Linked DNA regions of Mus musculus: region 1 is linked to region 2. Evidence: chromatin contacts called from public Hi-C data. All regions are on one chromosome and are shown on one strand. Each heading gives the region's core, a stretch centred on a gene start, on an enhancer-like site or on the middle of the called end of the contact. The rest is flanking DNA. Distances are from core to core; before and after follow the strand shown. Region 1 overlaps Gm15518 (a long non-coding RNA gene). Region 2 has its middle 110 kb from the start of Gm31494.

Evidence for each region. Hi-C and Micro-C count contacts between places; a contact is called where the count stands out from the background.
Region 1: a contact with region 2 is called in a Hi-C map of Th2 cells, with 3 times the contacts expected there. The contact joins two enhancer-like sites. A contact is called at or near these places in 1 of 15 datasets of contacts at CTCF or cohesin (pro-B cells), 19 of 484 Hi-C or Micro-C datasets (B cells, the Ba/F3 cell line, DN3 thymocytes and 11 more) and 5 of 115 datasets of contacts at active chromatin or transcription factors (CD8 T cells, DN3 thymocytes, the HPC-7 cell line and 2 more).

Annotation. Positions count from the first base shown.
Region 1 is chr16:49,764,065-49,770,261 of GRCm38.p6, reverse strand. Gm15518 (a long non-coding RNA gene) reads left to right here. Exons shown (of 5, transcript XR_003951928.1): 3 at 1-491; 4 at 1,521-5,956. It overlaps Ift57 (intraflagellar transport 57), which reads right to left. Exons shown (of 11, transcript NM_028680.3): 11 at 5,136-6,197. Among named protein-coding and RNA genes, the nearest start is that of Gm15518, 8.7 kb to the left of the region's middle. Within about 2 kb of position 3,766, at least 42 of the 459 cell types and tissues checked have an H3K27ac peak or open chromatin away from gene starts, as enhancers often do. A contact at or near this core is called in CD8 T cells and Th2 cells, where this site is marked.
Region 2 is chr16:49,531,904-49,538,445 of GRCm38.p6, reverse strand. No RefSeq gene overlaps it. Among named protein-coding and RNA genes, the nearest start is that of Gm31494, 110 kb to the left of the region's middle. Within about 2 kb of position 3,560, at least 38 of the 459 cell types and tissues checked have an H3K27ac peak or open chromatin away from gene starts, as enhancers often do. A contact at or near this core is called in CD8 T cells and Th2 cells, where this site is marked.

The DNA of each region.
Region 1 (6,197 bases), core at 2,517-5,016, 230 kb before region 2:
GGTGAACTTCACAGTTTGGGTAACAGAGTGACAGTCTGGATAACTGACAAACAATAGAAGGTTCCTTGGCTCATGGCTCTGACAGAGAAGACCAAGAGCATTCATTGTTCTGACCAGGGCCTTTATGCTGAGTCACAACTCGTCAGAAGGGCAAGGGGACATGTGCAAGATGGAAGAAACTGGCTGTTGGTGTGGACAACTCCACATATTTGGTGCCAGGAATATTGTGAATATATTCTTACTAACACACCTGGAACTGGGATCTGGTTGGCTGGACTTGTGGGCCAGGGTTCTTCCATGCACAAGCCTTTGAGAGGAGCTAGAGAAGGTCACCCAGGGGCATGTGTGGAAACAGGATGCATGGTCTTGATAAGGGGTGTGGTGGACACCGGGTGAGTAGGAGGAGCTGTGGACCTGAAATTCTTCTAGGAAGGCCTAGCTGGGAGAACTTCTTCACAACAGTGAAGATGGTGACAAACGGTTTTCTAAAGGTGGTTCTTTTCATTTCTCTTGAGTTTCTTTTAACATTGTGTATTAATTTAATCTATGGTACTTATTAGATGGGGCCTTAGCATTTCATAAGCTACTCGAGAAGAAAAATGAGTTTAAGTTCTCTTTAAAGAAATCTCTTCACGCCGGGTGTGGTGGTGCCCGCCTTTAATCCCAGCACTTGGGAGGCAGAGGTAGGCGAGTTTCTGAGTTCTAGGCCAGCCTGGTCTACAGAGTGAGTTCCAGGACAGCCATGGCTACACAGAGAAACCCTGTCTTAAAAAAATCCAAAAAACAAACAAACAAAACAAATCTCTTCACACTGAAATGTTTTGCTTACTTGTACATGGGGGGGCGAGGGGGAGATCTTCAGATGGGTGATTCTGTAGATAACTGAATATCAACATTAGCATTTTTAAATCCCTGATAACCCTCCCACAATTAAAACATAATAAAACAAAACACCCATGTCTATGGGGTAAAACTCGAGAAGGGGACTTAGTGCTTAGGCATTTAAAATTTTTATTAATCTTCAAGAATTTCATACAATGTATTTTTATCAAAATCACTCCTCCTACCTCTCTTTAGATCCAGCCTCCTTACCCTATCAATTTATTTTCTTTTTCAATCCATTGAGCCTGAAGCCCAAACTTTTTGGTGTGTGGCTATCTGGAACATGGTAGACCTATGTTTCTCAAGGGTCATGTCTTTGAAGAAAACCGATTTTCTCCCTCTGTCTTAGTTACTTTTCTATTTCTGTGAAGAGATACCATAACCAAGGCAAGTTACAGAAGAGTTTACTGGGTCTTACAGTTCCAGAGGGTGAGTAGACCATCATGGCAGGAAGCAGGGCAGCAGCAGGCAGGCATGGCACTGGAACAGTAGCTAGGAGCTTAGAACCAACAGGAGATGGCGGCGGGAGAGCCAACTGGAGCGGTATAGGCCTTTAAAACCTCAAAGCTCACCACCAGTGACAAACCACATGCAACAAGATCACACTTCTACTCCTTCTCAAACATCTCTACCCACAGGACCAAGCAGTCAAAAGCAGGAGCCTAATGAGGCCATTCTCATGCAAACCAGCCATCCCTTCCCTGCCCCTGCCAATTGTAAGTAGCTTAGTTCTGGATAGGGGTGGGGGTGGGGCACATAGGTATTTTTATTAAGCTGTCCACTTGATTTTGATGCCCAGGCAATGGAGAGTTTCCCAGCTGTTAGCACAGAGAATATTTTGCAGGGCAGGAGAGTAGCAGCCATGAAGTAACTTCCGAGTTATACAAAAGGGTTTATGCATAGGACCTTGAAGCCATCCAAGAGCCCAGAGACTATGCACAGGACCTTGAAGCCATCCAAGAGCCCAGAGCAACAGTTTGGGCAGATGATGGCTGACGGAGGCAGTTTGATGGCCAGTTTGAAAGTGTTAGTGTACTACGTAGGGCACGGACAGATAATAAAGGGGACACTCTGGGTTGAAACAAGGTGCTAAGAGTGGAACCATAAATCAGATTAGAATTTTGTGCCTGAATTAAAATTACACAATTACAGGATTCTAATGCTCGAGGCATTACTTAGATCTGTTAATATGAGGTGGCCATTGCTCTCCCTCTTGCATTTTAAATTCTATAAAACAGCCTATAAAAATGTGAATTCAAATCATTCTTATTTATTTAACAGAGTAAATTTCTAATTTAAGAATAAGCAGTTTAAGGTTTGTAGTTGTTAGACACATTAAGTTGGAAAAAAATGAAGCTATAATCACTGTAATTTCACAAACAGGGTCACACAATTCCACCTTCTAAAATTCTATTGTAACATTGTTTTAAATATATAAAACATATTAACGGGGGTTGTAGCTAGGACCTCAACAGATTGCCTTCTGCATGATAACCTTGCATTCTGCCACTGAGCTACACTCTTAGTCCTCTCAAGACCTTTCTTACTTGTACACAAATTTTAAGAACAGCGTCTGGCCCAATTTTAGGATGGCCAGTGGATCATCTGGAAGCCTACATCTTCATACTGTGTTGTGTTCAGGGAGCACAGAGTGCCTGCTCATCATCCATGCTGGGAGCTCTGAGCCAAATCCACAGGCGTCTCGTGTTCTCACACAGGCTCTCTTGAAACCCGTGAAGGGATGGGGCATAGCACCAGATGACATAGGGTTCTCATACCTATTTGCATGGGCATGTTCTCTGTGAACCCTTCCAACAGAGGTTCTGATACTCTTAAAAAACAAACCACAAAAGTAAAAACCTAAGCACTGCTTGCAAATTTAAGGGAAAGGGAAAGGGGGAGGTGGAGAAACCTTGTTTGGATTGATTGAGAATTTGTTCAATTTGATCAGTGAATACAATTATAACTTTGTTTTATCGGTGAACTACAGCATCTCAACGGAAGATCATATTGTTCTAATAAATGAATGGTATATTCGGGGGAGAGGCTGCCCAGTTGCATGTCACCTGTATGAACTATTACTTTAGACTTACAGGAGAGCTGCAACAGTTCAACAGATTTCTACATATCTGTTTCCCAGATTCTCAATATGGTAACAATTTATCATAATTTCTATTGTTTTTTTTTTTAGTGAAAGCTTTTAATGACTAGTTAACAATATTATGTCATGGTGATTCTTTTAAATTTAGCATAATCTTAGGCACCTGCTTGGTAGAGACTTGAGAAATAGCATCCAAAAACCATACTGCCTGTTAGGTTTTTAAATTAACATGCTAGTTGTACATAGTAATGGAACATGTTGTATGTGGGCCAGAATCCAATCAAGGTAATCAGGATTGAACTATTATGTCATGACTTATCACTTTCATCTTTCTATATACAACTCTAGCTCCCCCTCCCCCCAATACACACATAGTCGTCTCCTGAACCATTTACACTGCTGGCATGATGCCCTTTTATGGCTAAATCATTATGTGTACTATTTTACATAAATTCTTTTCAATTACCACGGCTCAAAACCAACTTAAGAAATTAAGATGCAATTTTCTAAAGTATAGACCTTACCCAACCTTTTCCTTTTGTGCTAAAATGTACTTTGTAGCACCAGTCTACATCTCCTTACTGATCCAGGGTCCAATCTAGAGCAGTGCTGTGTTCAGGTGTCATGCTTCTGCTCTCCCCTATAGTCAGGGACAATTCCTTGGTCCTTGTACCTCATCTAGTCACTTTTGAAGCACACAGGCTGTTTGTACAAGCCTCTCAACTGGGACGTGGCTGTCATTTTGTTATTATATTCAGGCTATGCATCTCCAGTATGACCAACAACTGTGTGCCCTCTTCAGGTGGTAAACGGTAGTTGTCCAAGACTGGTGATGTTAACTTTGATCAACTTAATGTAAGTGGTATGTACCGGATTTTCCAGTGTATATTGACAGTTTTCTCTCTTTGTGGGTTACTTTTTCTACAATGAAACCATGCAGTCACCCCATTTCTCATCGAGCTTCCCCCTAGTCGTTTCGGCATTCACTGATGATTCTCCCTCCAATTAGCTAGCATGGTACCTGCAGCTGGTGTTTTTCTAAGTGCAGCATCCACGTTGTCACACATCAGACATCCTATTGTAAGGAGTCGTATCTATATGGGCCTGTGGTTATACAGTTCATTATTATGATGCTCAACTTGTCTCTGTATCTGGCTGTTCATTGGATATTTCCCCAACATACTTTGAGTACTTTATGGCAGAGCCAGACATTTTTGGTACATATATACTTTCCTTCCCAGTTTAGGAATCAGTTCTCTAAAAGGAATGCGTTGGTTTCATTTGTTTAAAAAAATTCTAAGAAGATAATTTAGATATCAATGTTTGAATTCTAGGCATTGCACAGACTTGTAGTTGGGTAGTCCCTGCCTCTAGACCAGTGGTTCTCCACCTTCCCAATGCTGTGATCCTTTAGTACAGTCCCTCATGTTGTAGTAACCCCCAACTGTAAGATTATTTTCATTGCTACTTTGTAACTATAATTTTGCTATTGTTACAGACTGTAAGTATCTGTTGTTTTCCAATGGTCTTAGGTGACCTTCAAATGGGGGCCTGACTCACAGGTTGAGAACCAATGCTCTAGACCCTTGCAGAGCATATAATTAGGGAATGGGGAAGGGGGGTGGTTCTGTAGGTAAACGGCTTGCCGTGCAGTAGGAAGATCCCCAGCACCCACTACAAAGCCTGCTGTGGTCAAATGTGCTTGCGAACCCAGCACTGGGAGATAGAGGAGGAGGGAGGGAGATCCCTAGAACTCGCTGGTCAATGAAGCTATTGGTGACATCCATGTGAGAAACCTTATCTCAAAAATGACACATGTTGACCTCTGGCATCCACAGCTACAACAGAACCTAGGCAAAGAAGTTGTTTCACATTTTCTATTTGGCTATTGCACTGAGCACAGCAGAGGAGCTCCATATTGCCTATCATCCCACTGTGGATTACTCCCTTTTATAGATTAAATGAACTGTCTTACTTGCCATTGTATTGACTGCCATTGTCTTGGGTGGTAGTTTATGATAGAAATCAACTTTTCTCTTATCTAAACTAATTGGGAGTTTTAGTGAACACCAAAGGTGTCTGTGTATAAATGTGTTATATATCTAGAAAGTAAGAGCCAAGAAAAAGAAAAATTTAGGGAAGAAAGGTACTAGGATTTAAAATTATATTTTAATATGTTTTTCCTAAACATAAAAATAAACGTAAGCATTTTTAAGTCAAAATTTACTATGAAGTGATTTTTACTTCTTCAAACTAATGAAGGGTATCTGTCTGTCTCTCTGTCTATCTACCTACCTATTGTGTGTGTGTGTCTATGTGTGCACACTTGTGTCTAGGTGTACACATGTGTACAAACCACTGGAGCTGGGGATAAAACCCCAGTTATTAGACTTAGTAGCAAGAGCCTTTACCCACTGAGTCATCTTGCCGGTCCATGAGTTTGAACTTCAGTCCCCTGCTTCACCTGGAGAGCTACATCATAGGTGTGCATCACCAACTTGTTTCTATAGTGCTGAGGATCAAATCCAGAGCCTGCCTGTCAGACAAGAACTGTGCTAACTGACCCAGACCCCCAGCCCAGAAAAGCTACTCTTCAATAATGCTTATGTGGCTGACTTAGAAATCATAGTCTAGAAAAATTGCTGAGTAGGGTGCCTAATAAAGGACTGTCACTACCAGAGGGTGACCATGGGATTCATCATGGTGGCTTCTACAGAACCATGTTTGCAGAGCTGACTCCATGTGAATGCATAGGTTGCAGACACAGGCATAGGCATCGTTTCCCTCGTTACAGTAGCTGAGCCAAATATGGCAGAGCTACTATTTCAAATACTAGATTTCACCTGTTAACGTGGATACTGAACTTTCTTGTTTTTACAGTTAAGGAGGTGGTAATATCAACTCTAGAGATGAGGCAAGAAAGTTTGGCTTCCTACGAAGAACTCTAACTCCTATTCTTAGCTTCTCTAATATGTAAGTACTAGTGGTCACTGTAGAATGGTACCAGCTCTGGGCATCCTCAGAGGTACCAGTCCTCTGTCAGTAGTCCAGAGGGTCACAGGATACACATGATCCATGTGTCACTTAGACAAAAAATACTAATGAGCCACCAGGCAGCAGTATGCCATTGGTAATGCCAGTGAACACTTCTCTGAACATGATAATTTTAAGTACTTTATTAAATACTATATTCATTGTACAGGCTTTGGCCATC
Region 2 (6,542 bases), core at 2,311-4,810:
TAAAGCTAAAAACAAAACAAAACAAAACTAAGCTTTCAACAAAAACAAAAACAAACAAAAACCATTTTTTCCCAAAGATCTTATGATGACCAATTATGGCTTAAAAATGGTCATTTTAAGAAAGACCATTATTCAGTGTACAAATGGTAACATATGAACTTGATCCTATTATGGTTAAACTATAATTGAGATTCAGTTCTCTTTTACAGTGTATTGAAAGCATTGGCTTATCCCTGTAGTTAATCATGCTAATATGCAGCGGTAACCGGATAACTTTATGGAAGGCGACAAACACAAAAAGTATCAGAGATATCAGACATTTATCCTAGCTTTTATTGAAGACAGGATAGAAATATGCCTAGGAGTGTTAGTGTGTATTATTTGTATTTCAGATGTAGCCTTTCATGTTTTCATTGAAGTAAAAACTTTTTGTTAAGGAAAAAAACATGTTTTCTTAAGGCAAATGAGGTAGAGAGGAAAGAATCGACAAATGGGAGCTCATAAAATTGCAAAGCTTCTGTAGGGCAAAAGATACTGTCAATAAGACAAAAAGGCCACCAACAGATTGGGAAAGAATTTTTACCAATCCTAAATCTGATAGGGGACTAATATCCAATATATATGAAGAGCTCAAGAAGCTGAACTCCAGAAATTCAAATAACCCCATTAAAAAATGGAGTACAGAGCTAAACAAAGAATTCTCAACTGAGGAATACCGAAGGGCTGAGAAGCACTTGAAAAAAATGTTCAACATCCTTAATCATCAGGGAAATGCAAATCAAAACAACCCTGAGATTCCACCTCACACCAGTCAGAATGGCTAAGATCAAAAATTCAGGTGACAGCAGATGCTGGAGAGGATGTGGAGAAAGAGGAACACTCCTCCATTGCTTGTGGGATTGCAAGCTTGTACAACCACTCTGGAAATCAGTCTGGCGGTTCCTCAGAAAACTGGACATAGTACTACTGCCAGTAGATCCAGCAATACCTCTCCTGGACATATACCTAGAAGATGTTCCAACTGGTAATAAGGACAAATGCTCCACTACGTTCATAGCAGCCCTATTTATAATAGCCCAAAGCTGGAAAGAACCCAGATGTCCCTCAACAGAGGAATGGTTACAGAAAATGTGGTACGTTTACACAATGAAGTACTACTCAGCTATTAAAAACAATGAAATTATGAAATTCTTAGGCAAATGGATATATCTGGAGGATATCATCCTGAGTGAAGTAACCCAATCACAAAAGAAGTCACTTGATATGCACTCACTGATAAGTGGATATTAGCCCAGAAACCTAGAATACCCAAGATACAACTTCCAAAACACAAGAAAATCAAGAAGAAGGAAGACCAACTCGTGGATACTTCATTCTTCCCTAAAATAGGGAACAAAATACCCATGGAAGGAGTTGCAGAGACTAGGTTTAGAGCTAAGACAAAAGGATGGACCATCCAGAGACTGCCCCACCCGGGGGTCCATCCCATAATCAGCCACCAAACGCAGACACTATTGCATATACCAGCAAGATTTTGCTGAAAGTACCCTGATATAGCTGTCTCCTGTGAGGCTTTGCCAGTACTTGGCAAATACAGAAGTAGATGCTCACAGTCATCTATAGGATGGAACACACGGCCCCCAATGTAGGAGCTAGAGAAAGTGCCCAAGAGCTGACGGGGTCTGAAACCCTATAGATGGAACAACAATATGAACTAATCAGTACCCCCAGAACTCATGTCTCTAGCTGCATATGTAGCAGAAGATGGCCTAATTGGCCATCATTGGGAAGAGAGGACCCTTGGTCTAGCAAACTTTATATGCCCCAGTACAGGGGAAAGCCAGGGCCAAGAAGTGGGAGTGGGTGGGTAGGGGAGTGGAAGGGAAGGGTCTGGAGGACTTTTGGGATAGCATTTGAAATGTAAATGAAGAAAATATTAAATAAAAAACAAAAAATTAAAATAAAAAAGAAATATGATGTAGAGAGTTATAAGTAAAGTATATTTTTGGTAAAGAACATTAAAGTTAAAAGGTAACGAGTTCAGATGAGAATGGGTTTTACATAGTTGTTTTGACCTAAGTAAAAGATTTTTCCAGAAGGGATATAGAAATCAAAACCGAAAAACAAAAATAACCAGAACCCTAACCTAACCCACATTGCACAAGGTTAAGTTACAAAGAGGTTTATAAAATTATATAACTCAAAGATTCTGTATGCACATGATTAAGTTGATGATAATTAATGCTAATTAAAAATTCTAAGTGTCAGGCTTTTGATGGGTACTCATTTCATGAGTCAGTCTGCCCAGATGTTGGGAGGAGCTGCAAAAGGATACAGTGGCCCCTCAGATACTCCGAGGTTTACTAGTGGAGACATAACAGAGACAGTCCAAAATGCCCCAGGGAAGTAATCCCAGGCAAAAGAACAAGCCAGAGTGATAGCCTAAACCATGGGAAATAATATATTGTACCAGGCTAATAAAGTACCTGCTACTTCAGAGAAATCTCAGGCAGAGGTTTCTAAAGGGCAATGCTTGCCAGAGCTGTGGGAAACCAAGACACTGGGAAAAAAACTGCACTCAACAGACTTCTAAGAAAATATGGCTTTCTCTACTCTGCAAAAGAGGGTGTTGTCCCGTCTGCATGGAGGACAGTACTTCAGACACAATGATGGATATATTTAAGGTCTGAAGTGGTCCCAGGTTTCCTTCTGAAAGCTGGACTCCAGTGCCAATAACCATTGAGGTGCCTTGGATAACTTTTGATGTCACAGGACAATTGTTAACGGGGTGCCACTCAATGCTTTACTTGATAAGCTAGGATCCCTTACTAAAACACTGTTAGAAATGCCCCAAGGCTGAAGAAGTTCTTGTTGCCAGTTTCACCTTGCACTGTGCAAACCCTAAGAACAAGGCCTAGCAGTGGGAGTCGTCACCTAAATGTTAGGGGCTGTTTCTAACACTGATAGCTAGCTTTTCTCTCTACTCTCTAATATGCAAGTAATTAGGATTTACAAGCTATAACAGCTATATTGTATAACCTGCAGAGGAAACAACAAAAATGGCTTTGCTAATTATCCCCAAATAAAGAATAAATACATCTTATACAGGAATTGGAGAAAATGGGCACAGTAATATATAAGGTGACTGAAAATGCCCGATGGACTCAGGGGAACATAAAATTCTATTGCCTAAACAACAACAACAACAAAAAAACCCAATTATTAAGAGACCGCACGACTCATTCAGACACCAACTATCTTACCTACTTGTGGCTTTTGTAAAAATAAATAAATAAATAGGACTATAGAGTCTACAACTCAAACAAACAAACAAAAACAAAAAGAAAAAGCCTGTCTGCTCTATCTGGATAATTTACTCTTGAGGCAAAATTAATCCACTACTTTTCTTCAAGGTAGTATAAAGGACAGACAAACACCTTCTGGGAAAGAAAACTGAAAGTTCAGTTTTACTCAAATGGCTCCCTGTCAAGGACAGTAACCTCTTCTGCTGTTTCCTGGATACATTCTCAGAATGGATAGGGGCCTCAGCTTCCAAGTAGGTAGAGGCCTCCCCCACCCAGAGTGAAAGCACCCATCTGCTTAGTTTCTAGAATAGAATCTGCCCTTAGGAGTCCCCACGGCTTTCAGAACACCTTGAAGACAGAGCCGCTCACACCTGTTTTAACAGGTAACCTTGCCTGTCCTCAGTTAACGGACTGTCTCTGTTAGGCTGGCCAGAGGACATGTCCATGGGGACATTTTTCTAAATGTTCATTTTCCTAGGAGGTTGAGCCCACCTTAGGCATTGCTATTCAGGTGGGCAGGTGGGCAGGTGGGCCTGAGCTCTGTAAGAATGGTAGCTGAGGGCCAAGGGAAGCAAACCAGTCAACAAGAGTTCCTGAGTGGTCTCTGCTTCAGTTCTTGCTTCCAAGTCCCGCCTTTGGTTTCCTGGACTCCCTGTCCCCATAGTTCAAAACCCTGATTTGGTCTCCTGAGCTTGAAGTAGCTCTGACCTTCAAGAGGCTCAGCTTTGACCTGTCTGAGCCAACTGTGGCTCTTATTGTTCTGCTACCTCAAAACTGGCTCAGCAACAGGACCTTGGAAAAGTCTAGTTAATGAAGTAGGAGGAGTAGAACTCCTGCGGGACTCTAGGAGGGAATGGTGTTTTGTTTTTTGACAATGCGAAGCCCCTGAATTAATCTCAGAGCCTTCGGAGTGAATGGGGTTGTGTATGGAGACAGAACCCCTGAGAATGACAGAAGATCAGATCTGCAGTTGAGATTCGGCCTTACACAGTTGTGGGTGCCAGGCCTCTGTTGGCTCTAGGTCAGCTAAGCCATGGCCAGGAAATAAACCTGGACATGGGGCGAGAATGAGGGCTGTCTATAAAGAGCAAGACGGACCCCATGTCTTTTTATTAATGACCTTCAGAGCAAAGCTGGGACTGTTCCACAGTGGTTGCTGGACTGGGTGCATTAGAGTTGCAGACTCGCCTGTCTGGGACTCTGTATAGCTGAAGGAAACTGGGAGGTTGGGGTGAAGCCATCAATCTTGACAGTAGTCACTGATCTTTGCCAGCTCAAGTTTTTGGCCCCTGGGTATTCTGTATGAGGGATCACAGTGCCATTTACTGACCTTATGAGTAAGAAATGAACATCTGCTCCTTCACATTTGCCAGCCTAATCAGTTGTGAATTTTTCTGGTGGCCAGCTCCCACGTAGAACCCTGCAGGGAGGAATTCTGGGACAGCTCTCCTGCTTAGTTACACTGTAGCAATACAAAGCCTCCGTGTAGCCTGCCACTGTCTTAGGTGAAACTGTTTACCTTAGCAGTTAAAAGTCCACAGGAGGCTCTCCATGTGCGTCAGTTAGGAAGGTCTTAATTGCACATTTGACATGCCTAACTGGGGCAAGGTCTGCATCACAGTGCTTAGCCACCAGAGCTAAAAATAGAGCATTGAATGAAAGCGCTAGTTAAGCAAAGTCAGCTACCTTCATAACCACTTGCCAACCTGCCCTCCGCCCTGTGGCACACAATTAGCCTAAAGAAATCTTCTACTAATCTTATATATTAAGAAGCAACAGGGATTAAAAGAAAAAGTACTCTTTTAGCATCCGCATTCAAGATGTTCTTGTATCTGTTTAGTCTTTGGTGCTCAATGTTAGAATGTAGTTTTCTTTCATTTGAGGATCAAAAGGCTCCAGCCACTCTGAAAGCAATGGATGGCATTCCATGTAATTTTTACATTTCTTTAATCACCTTGTTTAAAGTGCCTTCTACACTACATAAACATGTCTTTCTCAAGTGCCTCTTTCAAACGCAATTTAAGTTTGATTAATAGATCAGCATCCTCCTTTTATTTCTCTGATCAATGTTTATAAAAAGGAACTCCTCTTTTTTTTTTTTTTCTGGAACCTGGAAAGCAGAGTGTATGCCAGTGCGTTCTCTGACATTCCAGTGACTGTGAGCGGAGGAGCTCGCCCAGACCGGTCTGAGCCCTTTCCAGAGGTTTTTAAAGATCTCCATGAGCTTCTTGGGGAGGCAGGGAATTGAGGAGATTATCTGCTAGCAGACAGCAGGCCCTGGTGACTGCCCCAGGGACATGCTCTGTCACTCTCCATTTCTGCATCCCCTCCACCATTGGAAGAGATTCCGCAAGCACAGTTCCTTCAGGAAACGTTCCCTGTATTTACGGCAGTTGAAGGATTTTAGGCTCTTCTTCTGTGAATGGGGGGCAATCAGTCATCACACTGCCCAGCAAGGTATCCCTGTTCATCTCTTGCCGAAGCAATTTCTGCCTCACTTGTTTTATTCGTTCTTGGACACAGCTGTGACAAAGTGAAATGTGGGTGGGGTTTGAAGGCCCCGTGACCTCCCACAGCTGAGGACCATTGGAGTACTGCCCCTCCCTAAGCAAATCCTTTCTATGGCCTTGCTGGACAGGCTCTGCACAGTCCACCCCGAATCAGTGGGGTGATACTTCTCCAGCTGAGCCACCAGTCAAGCCACTCCCCTAGAGCCCTCCAACTGGGCCTTATGATTGAGACAGCTGTCCAGGTAGCAGTGGGATCTCTATGGAGCAACCAATGACTCAGCCTTCTCAGACTTAGATCTCAGTGTCTTCCACGTAGCCAAGTTTTAGCCTCCTTCGAAAAGGTCGATATTTATGATTGGCAATCCTATCAGTGTACCTTGTAGGAGTATTAGTAATTCATTTATCATAAACAAACAATCTAGGTACACACCAACCTTTGAAAATGAAAGGAGACTGTCATCTGCCCAGGGGACTGTCCTAGCTGCTTTACAGCCATTTAATGAAGGGTAGCTAATATCTCATTTTGCTAATCTCTTTTAACTTGTTTTCCTAAAGCTCAATCGCATTTACGAACGATGCTCCAGGGGAGGACCTCAGTAAAGAAGCTGAGGCCCTACTCCCCCTGCCTCATCCCCTATCCAACATTCAGTTCAGAGTTCTGTGTCCTTCCTTCACTTTGACCAGAAAATGAGGGCACTCCCTTCTGCTACTGCATTGGAACAGCCAG